Linked DNA regions of Mus musculus: all the other regions are linked to region 2. Evidence: chromatin contacts called from public HiChIP or PLAC-seq data. All regions are on one chromosome and are shown on one strand. The core of a region is the stretch at or near the end of the contact, and the rest is flanking DNA. Distances in the headings are between cores, read along the strand shown. Region 1 overlaps Fmnl2 (formin-like 2). Region 2 holds the start of Stam2 (signal transducing adaptor molecule (SH3 domain and ITAM motif) 2). Region 3 overlaps Prpf40a (pre-mRNA processing factor 40A). Region 4 overlaps Fmnl2 (formin-like 2).

Evidence for each region. HiChIP or PLAC-seq counts read pairs in DNA pulled down with a chosen protein or histone mark.
Region 1: an H3K27ac HiChIP or PLAC-seq map of epiblast stem cells shows a contact between it and region 2. The contact joins the enhancer-like site here to the promoter of Stam2 in region 2. A contact is called at or near these places in 4 of 39 promoter capture datasets (the 3T3-L1 cell line, cranial neural crest, embryonic stem cells and 1 more), 1 of 15 datasets of contacts at CTCF or cohesin (the NIH/3T3 cell line), 1 of 484 Hi-C or Micro-C datasets (bone marrow-derived macrophages), 16 of 115 datasets of contacts at active chromatin or transcription factors (the NIH/3T3 cell line, bone marrow-derived macrophages, embryonic limb bud and 7 more) and 2 of 9 other capture datasets (adipose tissue and liver).
Region 3: an H3K27ac HiChIP or PLAC-seq map of embryonic stem cells shows a contact between it and region 2, with 8 times the contacts expected there. The contact joins the enhancer-like site here to the promoter of Stam2 in region 2. A contact is called at or near these places in 16 of 39 promoter capture datasets (3T3-L1-derived adipocytes, the C10 cell line, HPC-7-derived erythroid cells and 9 more), 1 of 15 datasets of contacts at CTCF or cohesin (the NIH/3T3 cell line), 3 of 484 Hi-C or Micro-C datasets (B cells, bone marrow-derived macrophages and embryonic stem cells), 44 of 115 datasets of contacts at active chromatin or transcription factors (the 230-238 cell line, CD8 T cells, the NIH/3T3 cell line and 28 more) and 4 of 9 other capture datasets (adipose tissue, liver, macrophages and 1 more).
Region 4: a contact with region 2 is called in an H3K4me3 HiChIP or PLAC-seq map of stem cell-derived neural progenitor cells, with 22 read pairs. The contact joins the enhancer-like site here to the promoter of Stam2 in region 2. A contact is called at or near these places in 2 of 39 promoter capture datasets (embryonic stem cells and maxillary cranial neural crest), 1 of 15 datasets of contacts at CTCF or cohesin (the NIH/3T3 cell line), 1 of 484 Hi-C or Micro-C datasets (bone marrow-derived macrophages), 16 of 115 datasets of contacts at active chromatin or transcription factors (bone marrow-derived macrophages, cardiomyocytes, embryonic fibroblasts and 9 more) and 2 of 9 other capture datasets (adipose tissue and liver).

The regions. Positions count from the first base shown.
Region 1 is chr2:53,027,708-53,030,791 of GRCm38.p6, forward strand. The region is part of intron 2 of Fmnl2 (formin-like 2); the gene reads left to right. Among named protein-coding and RNA genes, the nearest start is that of Gm52511, 20 kb to the left of the region's middle. Within about 2 kb of position 1,369, at least 99 of the 459 cell types and tissues checked have an H3K27ac peak or open chromatin away from gene starts, as enhancers often do. A contact at or near this core is called in the NIH/3T3 cell line, adipose tissue, embryonic limb bud and 4 more, where this site is marked.
Region 2 is chr2:52,740,834-52,743,969 of GRCm38.p6, forward strand. Stam2 (signal transducing adaptor molecule (SH3 domain and ITAM motif) 2) reads right to left here and starts at 1,316. Exons shown (of 14, transcript NM_019667.2): 1 at 1,228-1,316. The coding sequence starts at 1,267.
Region 3 is chr2:53,145,501-53,148,734 of GRCm38.p6, forward strand. It overlaps Prpf40a (pre-mRNA processing factor 40A), which reads right to left. Exons shown (of 26, transcript NM_018785.3): 17 at 594-708; 18 at 324-415; 19 at 120-236. Among named protein-coding and RNA genes, the nearest start is that of Prpf40a, 44 kb to the right of the region's middle. Within about 2 kb of position 1,526, at least 6 of the 459 cell types and tissues checked have an H3K27ac peak or open chromatin away from gene starts, as enhancers often do. A contact at or near this core is called in embryonic stem cells, where this site is marked.
Region 4 is chr2:53,052,247-53,055,271 of GRCm38.p6, forward strand. Fmnl2 (formin-like 2) reads left to right here. Exons shown (of 27, transcript NM_172409.2): 6 at 2,208-2,360. Among named protein-coding and RNA genes, the nearest start is that of Gm52511, 45 kb to the left of the region's middle. Within about 2 kb of position 1,560, at least 51 of the 459 cell types and tissues checked have an H3K27ac peak or open chromatin away from gene starts, as enhancers often do. A contact at or near this core is called in forebrain and stem cell-derived neural progenitor cells, where this site is marked.

The DNA.
Region 1 (3,084 bases), core at 119-2,618, 290 kb after region 2:
TTGCCAGCAGTTGTCCTTAGAGTACCTGGTAACTGTGGCTTCTGCCTCTGCAGTTGACTCAGACTATTGTACTTCCACTCTCAAGTTTGGCATGCTAGATGCTATGCACCATCTTTCAGAGCAAGGCTACTTCACAGAGCGTGCATGTGAACTGTGCTCTCAGCTCTGTGTTCTCTGTGGTCTGGCATTCAGGAAAGTGTTTTCTGATTTGTTGTTGTTTGCTTGTTTTGTTTTGTTTTGTTTTTTGAAACAGAATTTCTCTATGTAGACCAGGCTGACCTTAAAGTCAGAGAGATCCTCCTGACTCTGCTGGGATTTAAGACATATCCTACCACTGCCAGGCCAGGAAGAACTTTCCAGGAGAGTGTTAAGTGTCAACAGATTTCTCTTACAAAGAAGAATGCAAGGTTACTTAAGTTTAGAGGACACTTGGTATGAAGACTTCATATTCTCTGTCACCATGGTGACCTCTTGCTCTGGATAAGGCTAAAGGATGTAGCAGCTGTCAGTTACCCGAATACCATGGCACTACAGGAGTTTCTGTCATGTGAGTGGAATCCAGGTCTGCCCTTGCTTAGCATCACTGATCAAGTGAAATCAGTTCAGTTCTTGGAGGTGAGATGTTGTTGGTCCTTCAGGTGTTGATCCTGTCTGGTACATGGTGACATCACCACCCAGCTGTTGACGATGCTCTCCTTAGAGGATAACTTTGACAGTCTGTTAACTTTGTCCAGCATGGATGCTGTTCAGAGGTGGAGGTGTGATAAGCCAGCCCATGTCCTGTAGTGAGCCATTTAGTAGGCCTTAGTTCAACCTGAGTTTTAACTTGCCTATTTAAGTAGCCTTTGAGTAATTGGTTTAATGACTGATCGTGAACATAAAAGCAAAGAATGGAGCTGCTGTTTTCATCTTCTTGTGATCTGAAGGTGGAAACATAGGCTTGAAGCTGCTCGGGTAAGGAATGGGGAGGGGAGGAGACCTTTGCTCTGTTGTGTCAAAATACCTGCCATAAACAATTTTATAAGGGGAGAAATGTTTCTCTAGGTTCCCGTTTTTCAGAGGTGTCTGTCACAGGGATGGGGACAATATGGTAACTTAGAGCAATCCACATCACAGTGGCCAGAAGCAGAGGAAGAGAAGGAATGCAGTTGGGGATCTAGGCACAAAGTGTGCTCCCTCAGTGACCTGCTTCCTTCCACAGTCTTGGAACAGTACCAGCAGATTATGGATCCTTAGTCCATTTGTTAGATCTTTGCTGCCATGATCTCATCCTCTCTGGGAAGCTTATCACAGACAGACATGCCCAGGGCTAGCCTATCACAGACAGACATGCCCAGGGCTCACTTCACTGTCTAGCCTATCACAGACAGACATGCCCGGGGCTCACTTCACTGTCTAGCCTATCACAGACAGACATGCCCAGAGCTCACTTCACTATCTAGCCTATCACAGACAGACATGCCCAGAGCTCACTTCACAGTCTAGATGTTTCTTCTCTCCCTCTCTCCCACATTCCTTCCCTCTCTTTCTTCCCTCTCCCCCTTCTCTTTCAAGATTTTGTTACCCACTTTCCTTGTTACCCAATATTTTGTTTTTATGATACATGATCGCCTCTGGAAAGCTTTCAATGATCTCTAGTCTTTGTTTGTACTAAAGATGCTCTGCTGCTGGCTTCCCATTCCCAAATTATTCCCCAGCCATTTTATAAGATGTTCATGGACACGTAGACTATAGTGATGGATATACCGCCTTTCAACACGTTCCTATATCTTCATAGGCAAAGCACAAGTCCATTTAGTTTTTAGACCAAATAATGAGAGGAATTCTGTAATTTTACATAGAAGCTATACTTAATAAGATTTGCTGTCTAGATGTTTCTTGGGTATTTGATGGCTTAGGTGAAGAGAATTTGAAATGTAATATGTACCTGTGCTTGCATTGGGTGGAGAGATATGGTTGTTTGTCTTTTCTTAAGAAGTATCAATCTAAAATGAAATCTTTGGCAGCTAAAATAAAGAATCTGGCTAATTGAAAGCTTATTCAACTGCCGGTGTGACCTTTCACTATTGTGTCTGGTTCCTAGATTCCCGTCGCAGTAATAGCATTTCTGGGGAGTGCTGTTGTGTTCCATGCACCCTGGTGGTTGGCTTGTGCACGGACCCACCTGAAATTATGGACCAATGTTGTCAGAGTAGCCTCTTCTTTCACAAGGCTAAAGCGTTCAGGGGGAACCAACCCTCACGTTGAGAAAGATATTGAGTGATGGATAGGATTGGGCCAGCCTAATTAATCCAGCACATTAGAAGAGGAGCCATGGGATGTTTTGATGAAGAAAGCCCTGTTGAACTAGAGTGAACCAGAAGAGACTTTTGCTAGTCTAAATAATGGAAACTGTTTGGAAAAGCCTCTTCAAAGAGGTTTCAGTCTGAGAGCTGTAATGGAATACTTGGATACCCCTCCCCCAGCTAGGAAAGTGATTTCATAGTGAGCTAAGGAATGCTTCAGAGCTCTCCAAGAAACCATGGCTGGGGAAGGAATCTGGCATGCTGATTTTTTTTTTTTCAGTTCTAGTTTTATGCAGAAACGTACAGCTTTTAATGCTGGGAAAGGAAAAAGGAGAGTTACACAGTTCTACCCATATGGTTTTCTATTTGTTAGAGCTCTGTCTTGGCTCTGTTAACTACCCACTCTCTGTTAGCTTATTTTCTGGCATCTTTCTTGCCTGTTCCAATGACCTGAGATTCTTCGTGCCCTGACTTTTCTGGCACTGAGGTCTTGGAACCCAGCTTTTTTTTTTTAAGGCCCTGAAGTTACACTCCATGCACCTCTGCCTTTGTTCCCAGACTTCCTCATCTGGAACACTTTTTGTCTCCTGCCTTGCAGAGAGACTTGGGATAGGATAGCTCTGTGCTGCCTCTCCTTCAGCATTGGATCCAAATCCCTCTTTCTCCAGGGACATCCCTTTGATCCGCACAGTTGGAAACCGCCTCACCTCGCTTTGAACTGAGGAGGATCACATATGGCTCTTATCATGTTCTAGTTTGTATCATAACTCTGTGTGCTGAATCACAGAGACGAGATTTT
Region 2 (3,136 bases), core at 66-2,565:
CCTCCTCGGGCACAGCACACAAGTGACAAATATAACATGTAGGCAAAACACCCACGCACACAAATAACAAACTAATAAAGAAAAAAAAAATAAAATAACCTCTTCTACTTGGCTTTTTCCACACATATTTCATTAGAGCAAAATCAAAGCGTTTAGAGTCACACTAAGAAGCACGGGTCTCAAAGAGGGTGGAGGCCCACCCAGACTTGGCATCCCGCAGTTCTCAATATTAAGACTGAGGTTTTAAGAAACTGAAGCCAGCCTAGACTATATAAAGACTCCACTCTGTCTCAAAACTCAATTAATTCAATAACAATTAAAAAGTGTAATGTGTCACATAGGTATTGTTACAAAAGAACAATTAATTATTCCTTAAACAGTGACTAAGCCTCACATGCTTCCTATATAATTAGTCACTCACATGATTTGAACGTGATTTTGAGAATTATAACAAGATGAAGCACTTTCTAGTCTTTTCTTAAATGAACAAAAATTTTAACTGAACAAACTGGTAGTAAAATGTGTAGCATTTTTGTTTGACTGGAAATTTCTAAATCCGAAAAGCTCGCTAGGAGCGTGTTAACTACTGCTACAAAAATAATGCTAGCCTGTGCTTTTACTGTTAATATTATGCTTAAGTTGTACCCATCCATCTTTTTTCTCATTTTGAAAGTCATGCGCTACCAGAGTAAAGTTTTGACTCCAACAAATATCGGTTGTTCTGGGCTATTTAAAGATTCTGGGAGTTTTCCTTCTCATCCTCCGCGCCTGGCTCTCGCAGCACCTTCAAAACAGTCAATAAATACGAAAACTGCAACCACCAGGGCTTAGATGTGTGCTTACGGGAGCGATGCGAATTAAACCTGGTAAGTCTTAGGTCTCTAGTTCAAGACTGCCCTCGGCAGCAAAAAGGGTGTCCAGTACTGCACTTTTTTTTTCCCAAAGGGACGGGTGTTAACGAGCTCGGGAGAAAGCAGGAAGTTTGTATCAGCAACTTAAGCCTCGTACGAACAAGGCTTTTCCCCCACTCCTGCTCTGGGTGACTGGAACAACCCTTCTCGGTATCCCAATCTCGGACAGGCAGGAGTCGGGCGAGCCAGAGACGCACCGAGGCTGCCCCCCGCCGTCGAGAGCGGCGCCGCCCCTTCGCTCTCCGCCGGGGTTTCCAGGCACCCAGGCCGCCGCCCACTTTCGCCTTGCACACAGCGCGCCGGGCACCGCACTCACCCACATCTTGCTCGAACGGGTTGGCAGTGAACAGAGGCATCACGCCGGCAACCCGAGCTGAATCCCGACGCTCTGGCGGGACTCCGACTGCCCCAGCTGGGCGACCCGCCGCGGCTTCCTAGACGGCTTGGCCCAGCGGTGCCTTCACTTCCGCCGCCGTGCCTGCCCTGCGCGCGCCTGCCTGTCCGGCGCCCGGCCGCCGCGGCTCCAGCCCCACCGGTGGGGCCGCACGACGCTTGGCTGAGCTCTAACACCCTGTAGTGGCCTCTCTGCTGTCCCAAAGACGTGGCAGCCCCCGATCCGACGCCTGATCAGACACGGCAGCCGCCACAGTCACCTTTCCGCAGTGAGGACCCGAGAGAGCCACGGGGCCCAGGGGAGGGGCTTCAGGGCCGGAAGTTGTGGTAGCTGGAGATGCCAGAGGCCGCCGAGCTTGCAGATCCTGAGTGGCGAGGCGGGGTGCGTGGCTCGGGAATGTCGTTTCCTTCGCCCCAGGTTGTGACAGCAGCTCTTCTCGAACCCGAGTACTTCCTGGGTACCAGGTCAGGTCTTGCTACTCGGACCCCGCGCCCGCATCGCGTCTGGTTGCTATGGAAACAGCTGTCGCCTTATGAGAGGCGCTGAGAATTGCCGCCTGGGTTGTAGATGCTCATGGGATCCCGCGGTTAACCAAGCCGAAATAGTCACCCTGGAAAGCGGCTGTGGAGAGACTCTTTGCTTCTCATTTCTCCTGCATGAAAACAGAGCTTGGACCATGGAATATAAAGACGAGTGAAGGGACTGGAGAGGTGGCTCAGCAATTAAGAGCGCTTGCTGCTGAGGTTTTCGTACCTTCGCGGAGGCAGGGGTTACAGCAGTCTGTAATGCCTAGTTCCTGGGAACCCGACACCCTCTTCTGGCTTCCGTAGGCATCTACACTCACCGTCCTATACCCACATGCAGACACGTAAAATTAAAAATCTAATGCCTGGCGTTGTGGCCCACGCCATTAATCCCAGCACGTGGTAGGCAGAGGTAGGCGGATCGCTGAGTCATGTTCAAAGATGAGTGAAGTGCACTCAAGCATTATAGTGCAAAAACATTTATAATGACTTAGTTATGTATAAGAGTCATAAATCCGGGTTCCCACCAGATCCAGCCAGGCATTTAAATAAGTATAAGTGTGCAAACACTCTTCCTGCAATACGTTGCCCTGTACGTCTTCACCCTGCTTCGTATCTGTTCATATCATTTATCACTCTCTATAGTACAGATAATTGTAGTATCCTTATTCATTAGACTATAAATTCCATGAGTTTTGTTCACAGTGTGAACGCAGGATCTAAAAAACAGTATCTGGTAAGAAAGTGCACGGTAAGTACTTTTAGAATGTGGCCATGGCTTTTGAATGGAAAAGCACACATCTAAAGCTGGCACCTTGAGCCGACGAAATCACTTGGCTGTAAAAGCCCTTCTAGCCCAAGCCTGAAGAGTGATGTTCAGCACCCAGAAGCCAAGGCAGAAGGAACCAACTCCAGAAAGGTGTCTTCTCCCCGCCACACACACACCCTTCGGCAGTATCCCGAGCACGGACCCTCCAACTCACACATATCATAAACACACATAATTTAAAAGATCTTTATAACCAGGCATGGTGGTACAGGCGGGTGGATCTATATAGTTATCCACCTATATAGATTACAGGTCAGACAGGGCTGTATAGTGAGACCCGGTCTCAAGTAATTAAGTATTTTTAAACTAAAGCTGGCAGCTCTAGTCAGTTTCAGCCATTTATTGAAGCACGAGCCCTTCCTTCTAGGACTTGAAGTTTTTCAACAATTTTTTTTTAATTTTGAGAATCATTTCAGTGTTTATTTATTTATGGACTCTTCTTTCAGTTTTGAGATAGGATCTTCTGTACCCTACATAT
Region 3 (3,234 bases), core at 276-2,775, 400 kb after region 2:
TGTTTTACTTTCTTTACCTTATACCTTATCCCTTTTACAGTACCTTATCCCACTAGCCTACAACTTGAAGTAATTCTTAGATGAACAATTAGGTAGGTATCTGAAATAATTTAACTTACACTATTGAAAGCCAACTTGATATTTCCAGCATCCAAAGTAGTTGATCTTTTGGTTGAACTGATTATTGCCACAAAATCTTCAAAAGTAGTGTTTACTTCAACTACAAATCCTTTATCCTAAAAGCCAGAAATCTTGTTATAAATAACATGTAACTGCAAGGAATGAATCAATGTTTTCAAATAGTTAAGAACAAGTTCACTTACCTTCAGAATGTCTTTTATTATCTTCTTTTCATCATGATATCGTGCTTTAAGATCTTCAACATAAAACTTGAAAAGATCAAGTGCAGTTGATCCTAATGAAAAAACTAAAGAAGTCAAAAAGCTAGCTCTAACCAAGAGCTGCAATTACTTTTTGTTTGTAAAACAAACATAAAATAAAGCACACACCTCTCCTCCCCCAACGGCTGTTCCCAACCCCAACCCACATCCATCCCAACTCCTAAGGTATGCTTGGAAAGAAAGGAATCTCACCCGGCTGACCCAGCATGTTAGTGAAGCGAATGTCAGAGCTGATGGTGGGATACAGCTCCATCCAAGAGGACATAGAGTGCAGCTGCCCATGCTCGTGCAACTCGTCCAGAAAGATCTGCGGGCGACAAACACATGTAAAATACAAGAAAAACATGGTAAAAAGTGCCAGCAAAAATACTTCTAGACCACAAATAAATAATATACACAAGCCATCCAAAGAAAGAGATCTTTCAAAAGACTATACTATCCTTCTAGTCTTCAGTTACCTATCCCTTAAGACAGAAAGCCACTTCCAGTTAAAAACAACAAGATCCATAAAATATTGTGTATGTATATAACCAAAAACCAAAGATACTAAAATGACTGGGATTATCTATTCTCAAATGATGAGGCTAAAGAGTATGTGCATGTCCTGTATAAAACTTTTTTTTTTTAATAGCATCATTTAGATATTTTTATTTAGGTTAATTTTAAACAATGGCCTGAAGAGATGGCTCTTGGTTTGGGGCAGATGGGACCCACGTTCTGTTCCCAACATCCATAAGGTGACTCATGATCACCTGTAACTTCAGTTTCAGGTGATGTGGACATCAGGCAAGTGAATGGTATATACAAATTAGTAGAATACTCATATACATAAAACAAATCTTTAAAAAATAAATCAAATATAGTTATGTACTACTCTCCTCAAAGCTTCTGGGAAAGTTAGGATTTAAATCACTATGTGATCTCCCAACCATTTCCCTTCCTTAAACAGAAGGCTTATTGTAACTTTATTCTGTCTTTAAAAAAAAATTGTCTATTCTATACCACCCATTTCCTTTCCTGTGGCTGACAGTCAGGACTGCACACTGGGGCTTCAGTACTATCAGTGTCTATTGGTCTTCTTCCAGTCCTTAGTTCTGTAATTCCTAGGGCTCCACTGTTCAATAGGAGCTACTGGGCCTGGGGAGCAACAGATGACTCAGCAGTTTAGACTCACACTGCTTCTACAGAGGACCCAGGTTCAGTTCCTGAATGACAGCTTACCAGTCTAAAACTCCAGTTCTAGGAGTTATGATGCCCTTATAGTATGTATATAAACATGCATGCAAAACATACATATACATGATATAAAAAATTACAATGAAAATTTAAAAAGCCATCAATAAAAGGCAGTTTCTGAACATTGCGGCTAGTATAAAGTATGATCTTCTGCCAGATGGTGGCAATGCATGCTTTTAATCCCAGCACTTGAAAGTCAGAGGGAAGACAATCTATGTGAGTTCAAGTCCAGACTGGTTTACAGAGTAAATTTTTAAATTTACTCAATTTAAAAATTTTTAAAAATATCTATTACTGCTTGTTTAGAGAATGCCTTTAAATATTGGTTTAACTAGATTGCTAAATGTGAAACTGGTTATGTTTAAGTTGCATATACAGGATACACTGGGCAGCAATGTTATAGAGTAACATGTACCTACATCCTACTGCTACTTCCCTCTTTCAACAAAAGCGGCGAAGGTGGTTTTAAAGCTTTTCAGTCTTAAAGTGTTTAAAAACTCCTTCCTGGAGTTTTTAAATGTACTCCTTTCTATCATATATTTTTGTTAATATCTCACTCAAGTCACTGATTTTTGAGTCTCATCCTAATAGTGGATTTCCAGTTGAAAAATTGTCACAGGAGGGTTGATAACTTCTTTAAAGCTGGTATTCACTAATTACCAGTGTTACTTTCCCTTGAATAGTGATCACCAACAGCATTTTCCTTGGTTGAAGATCTCTACCTCAGATTTAATTCAGTATTATCTTTTCTTACTTGTTCCCGTTTTTCCCCTCCAATACTGTTCTTTATGTTACTATTTATATCTGTGTTTGAATTATGAACGTTCATAGATTTTGAGAGATAGCCCTCATCTTTAAATTGTTCCTTCATTTTCTCCCTTGACTATTTTTCTCTTATCCATAAAACACTCTTTTCCTTTTTTTCTTTTTAAGACATGATCTCATCATGTACCCTTGGCTGTCCTGGATCTTGAAAGGGGACAGACCAGGCTGGCTGTGAGCACTTAGAGATCCACCTGCTTCTGTCAACAGCGTGCAAGGATTAAAAGTGTGTGCAACCACTGCATCCATCCCAAAGCATAAAACACAGAAGTCCTGAGGTTTTCCTTACCAAAATATCTCAAGTCTAATTGTAATGTTCAACTATTTGTCAATCTTTTAACTCTCTTTACTATGCTAGTGATTACTAAGTATCTTAAGTAACACACTAAACAGTATCTTTAAGTCTCCACACTATAAAAACTTTAACTATTTGTTATTTTGTAGATTTTCCTGTCCCTTAGGATTTGTCAATCATCTGAAGGATAAAATCAACATAGCATTAGACTCCACACCAGAATCTTAGTTAGTAAGTTTGTTTTAGGGTTTAGTAATTTGCATTTTGTAACTTCTCAGGTAATGGTAACTCTGTATCTAGGGCTCATTCTCAGAGGACCACTACTTTTGTCTTACAACATTTTCCCCTCTGTGACACATTTTTCCTTTGTTCAATTTAAAGACTTGTCTCAAACCTTTCTATTACAGCTGACACAAATTAAACATGGGACTTAAGACTTTAAAAAAAACAAACAAACAATTCACCAGGTTCCTAGCAAAG
Region 4 (3,025 bases), core at 310-2,809, 310 kb after region 2:
AGGATGTATATACAAGGCTAGCTTTAAACTTGTGGTAATCTTCCTGCCTCTGCTTCTTAACTTTGTGAATGTATCCAGTCTTTTTTTTCAAAGGCAGACTTACTTAGTTTGATTTTATATATGTGGATATTTGACTACATACATGCAAGTGTTCTCCCTCTATATGACCATTGCATAGAAGAGGGCATTGAATATTTTAACTGGAGTTACAGACATTTATGATTTGTCATGTGGATGCTAGGAACCAAACCTAGGTCCTCTGAAAGAGCATCAGTTGCTTCTCTTTAACCATGATTCTTCTCGCCAGCCCCTCCATTCTTCTTTTTAATAGTAACAACTTGTTTTCAATATTTACTCACTCCAAGGAGTCTGAATCCCTGGCTGGGTATTTTTTTCTGATTTCCACCCCTTTTCAGTGCTCGTGAAGAAGAAACTACAATTATTCTTTTCTTAGTTTCATGGTTATTAACCAAATCTGATACAATAGATTTCTATCTTGATACCTCTGATAATAGTATAGGAAATTGTTTCCTGAGATGGAATATGCTATAAACACTAGGAATTATATCAAAAGGATATTTCTCATCTATTTCTGTTACTTTGAATCTTATAATCTCTATGACAAATCATATTATGACAAAATATTTCCTCTTATGAAGTTTAAAATCTAAATGCATATTTGTATCATTTAAGGAAGACTAAGAAATTGTTTGCTATATTTAATGAATCCTTTACTTACTTGAGAAGAGGGCTTGGAAGTCAGATTTTCTCAAATGTGGCCTCCTGTTGGACTAGTAGGGACAGGTCTGTGGTCCTGTGCAGGAATTCTGTGTTAGCTGCACTTGAACCTTTGGTTTTGTTTGAGGACGTTAGCACAATACACTTTGTGTATTGATTTTAGTTTTGTTTTGCTTTATTAGGCTATGTTATATAATTTGTCTTTATTTTGAAAATTCTTACTGTTCCCTGATATTAGTGATTTCCCAATCCATGGAATGAGAGACAACTGGCTTTAAGTCTGTCTGAAATAGAAGCGTCCACCAGTTCACTAAAGTGTGTGTTTCTTGCATTTTGGTCCCAGGCACATAGGGAGGGGTGAGAGGACTGTCATGGGGCGTGTGACATGTCCACACCATGAGAGCTCATCATATGCTCCTTGAAGTCCTCTCTATCTCAGTGATAGCCTTCTATTTTACTACCTCAGGTTTTCTTAGACTACCCTATTCTTCCTTTCTCCTCTTCAACCTTATTACAACACAAAAGTCTGGGATCAGCCCCACCTGCCGACTCTGTGTGCCTGTCCCTGATTTGTGACTAACCTTAAAAACTAGATCATATCCCCTAGTCTTTAGGTGGCCGTTCTGATGATGTTTTTCTTCTGGCAGCCATGCTTCCTAAGCATGATTTCCAGCACACTTTACTTTCTCTTCCAGCTCTTTTGTAGTCTTTTAGAGAATATTAAAGTGTAGCTGCTGTCTGATCGGTCAGAACTGAGGCGAGAAACACTGCAGTGTTCTTAGGAGAAAGCAGATCAACTAACTGTGTGAGGGAGGAAATGCACGGGATACAAAGGCCTGCTTGTTTAAAGACTTGGTTCCTAAGGCTACGCGAGAATAAGCAACTCCACTGGCCACTTATTCCAACATGGTTGACATGAGTAATAACCTCAAAAAAATGTCAGAGGAACAACAGTCTCACTTTAAAGAGCACCACATTGAGAATCGAGTCCAAAATCAAAGCCAGTCCATAGCTGCACTGCTAATGCATCACATATGGTTGGAAAAGGACTTGCTAACACACTAGGAGAAAACGCTCAGTGAAAAAAACTGATGGGTAGGAATGAATTAGTATAAGCCTAACATATCTGCTTGTTAAAGCAAAATGAAGACAGCTGTGAGAGCTCTTTCTATCTTCCAGCATAGCAGCCCAGTAATTGGTAAGCCAGCAAGGAAGATGCAAACAATATACAGTGACCCAATGTAAGCTGTTTGTTGCTAATGATTCTTTTGCCAGACCCAGTGTTTGTAATCCTCACATTCTCGAAACTAACACTGAGACCGCAGAAATTGTTATGCGTTTCCTTTGGCTGCAAACACCTCTCGTGTTATGGTGAAGGATGCGGTGGAGGAAAAGCAGGTTGTGTTTGTCTACGTCTGTGTCTGGAAGTTAGTGTCTCGGTTTTGAGTAGCATTCCTTTTTTGTTTTAGTTTTGACTTTGAAAGTGTGGAAAGTACCATGGAGAGTACGGTGGACAAATCAAAGCCCTGGAGCAGGTCCATCGAGGACCTGCACAGAGGGAGCAACCTGCCCTCACCTGTGGGCAACAGTGTGTCCCGCTCTGGAAGACATTCTGCACTTCGGTAAGTGCCTTAATCAGATGCTTTGGAGTGGCAGGATCATCTGTCCTCTTCTCATCCTGAGTGGACATCCGTGTGTCTTTCCAACATGGCCCTTTCTTCTCCGGTTGTTGAATCTAACCGACAGTTTCGTAGGTGTTCATGGCCTGCTCCCTTGGTTCTATTCTCTCACTTTATGTAACCCTTCTTAGAAACGCCATCTTGTGATTCAGCATAGAAGGTAAGAAGTGTGTGCCAATTAACACAGTGAAGTAGTCTCTGGCAGGTAAGTTCCCATGGATGTGGACAAAGTGACCCCCAAAACCGCTTTCAGGGCTGAGGCTACGCATTACAATATGAGCTTTTAAGGAGCCCCTGTCGCTCCTCATCTGTTTGTGCTGCCCTCTCTTTCCACAGGTAGCTCAGGTGTGTGCTGTGTAGGGCGTGGTTATGCTTGTTCGTCACAGTGTTAAGAAGACATATTTTTATAATGAAGGGCTACTAGTCATGTTCCTTTGGTCAGGTATGCTTCATGTCAACCTGACATCTTCTACTAATGATTGCATCTTACAGCTCCCGTTGAAATGGTAGGATGCTGCGGGAGGATCTGCACTGACCACCTGTACCACTGCTGTGTGCAATCTCGTGTTGTTCATTCAGACCTGTGATCACTCACTAGGTGGAGAAAT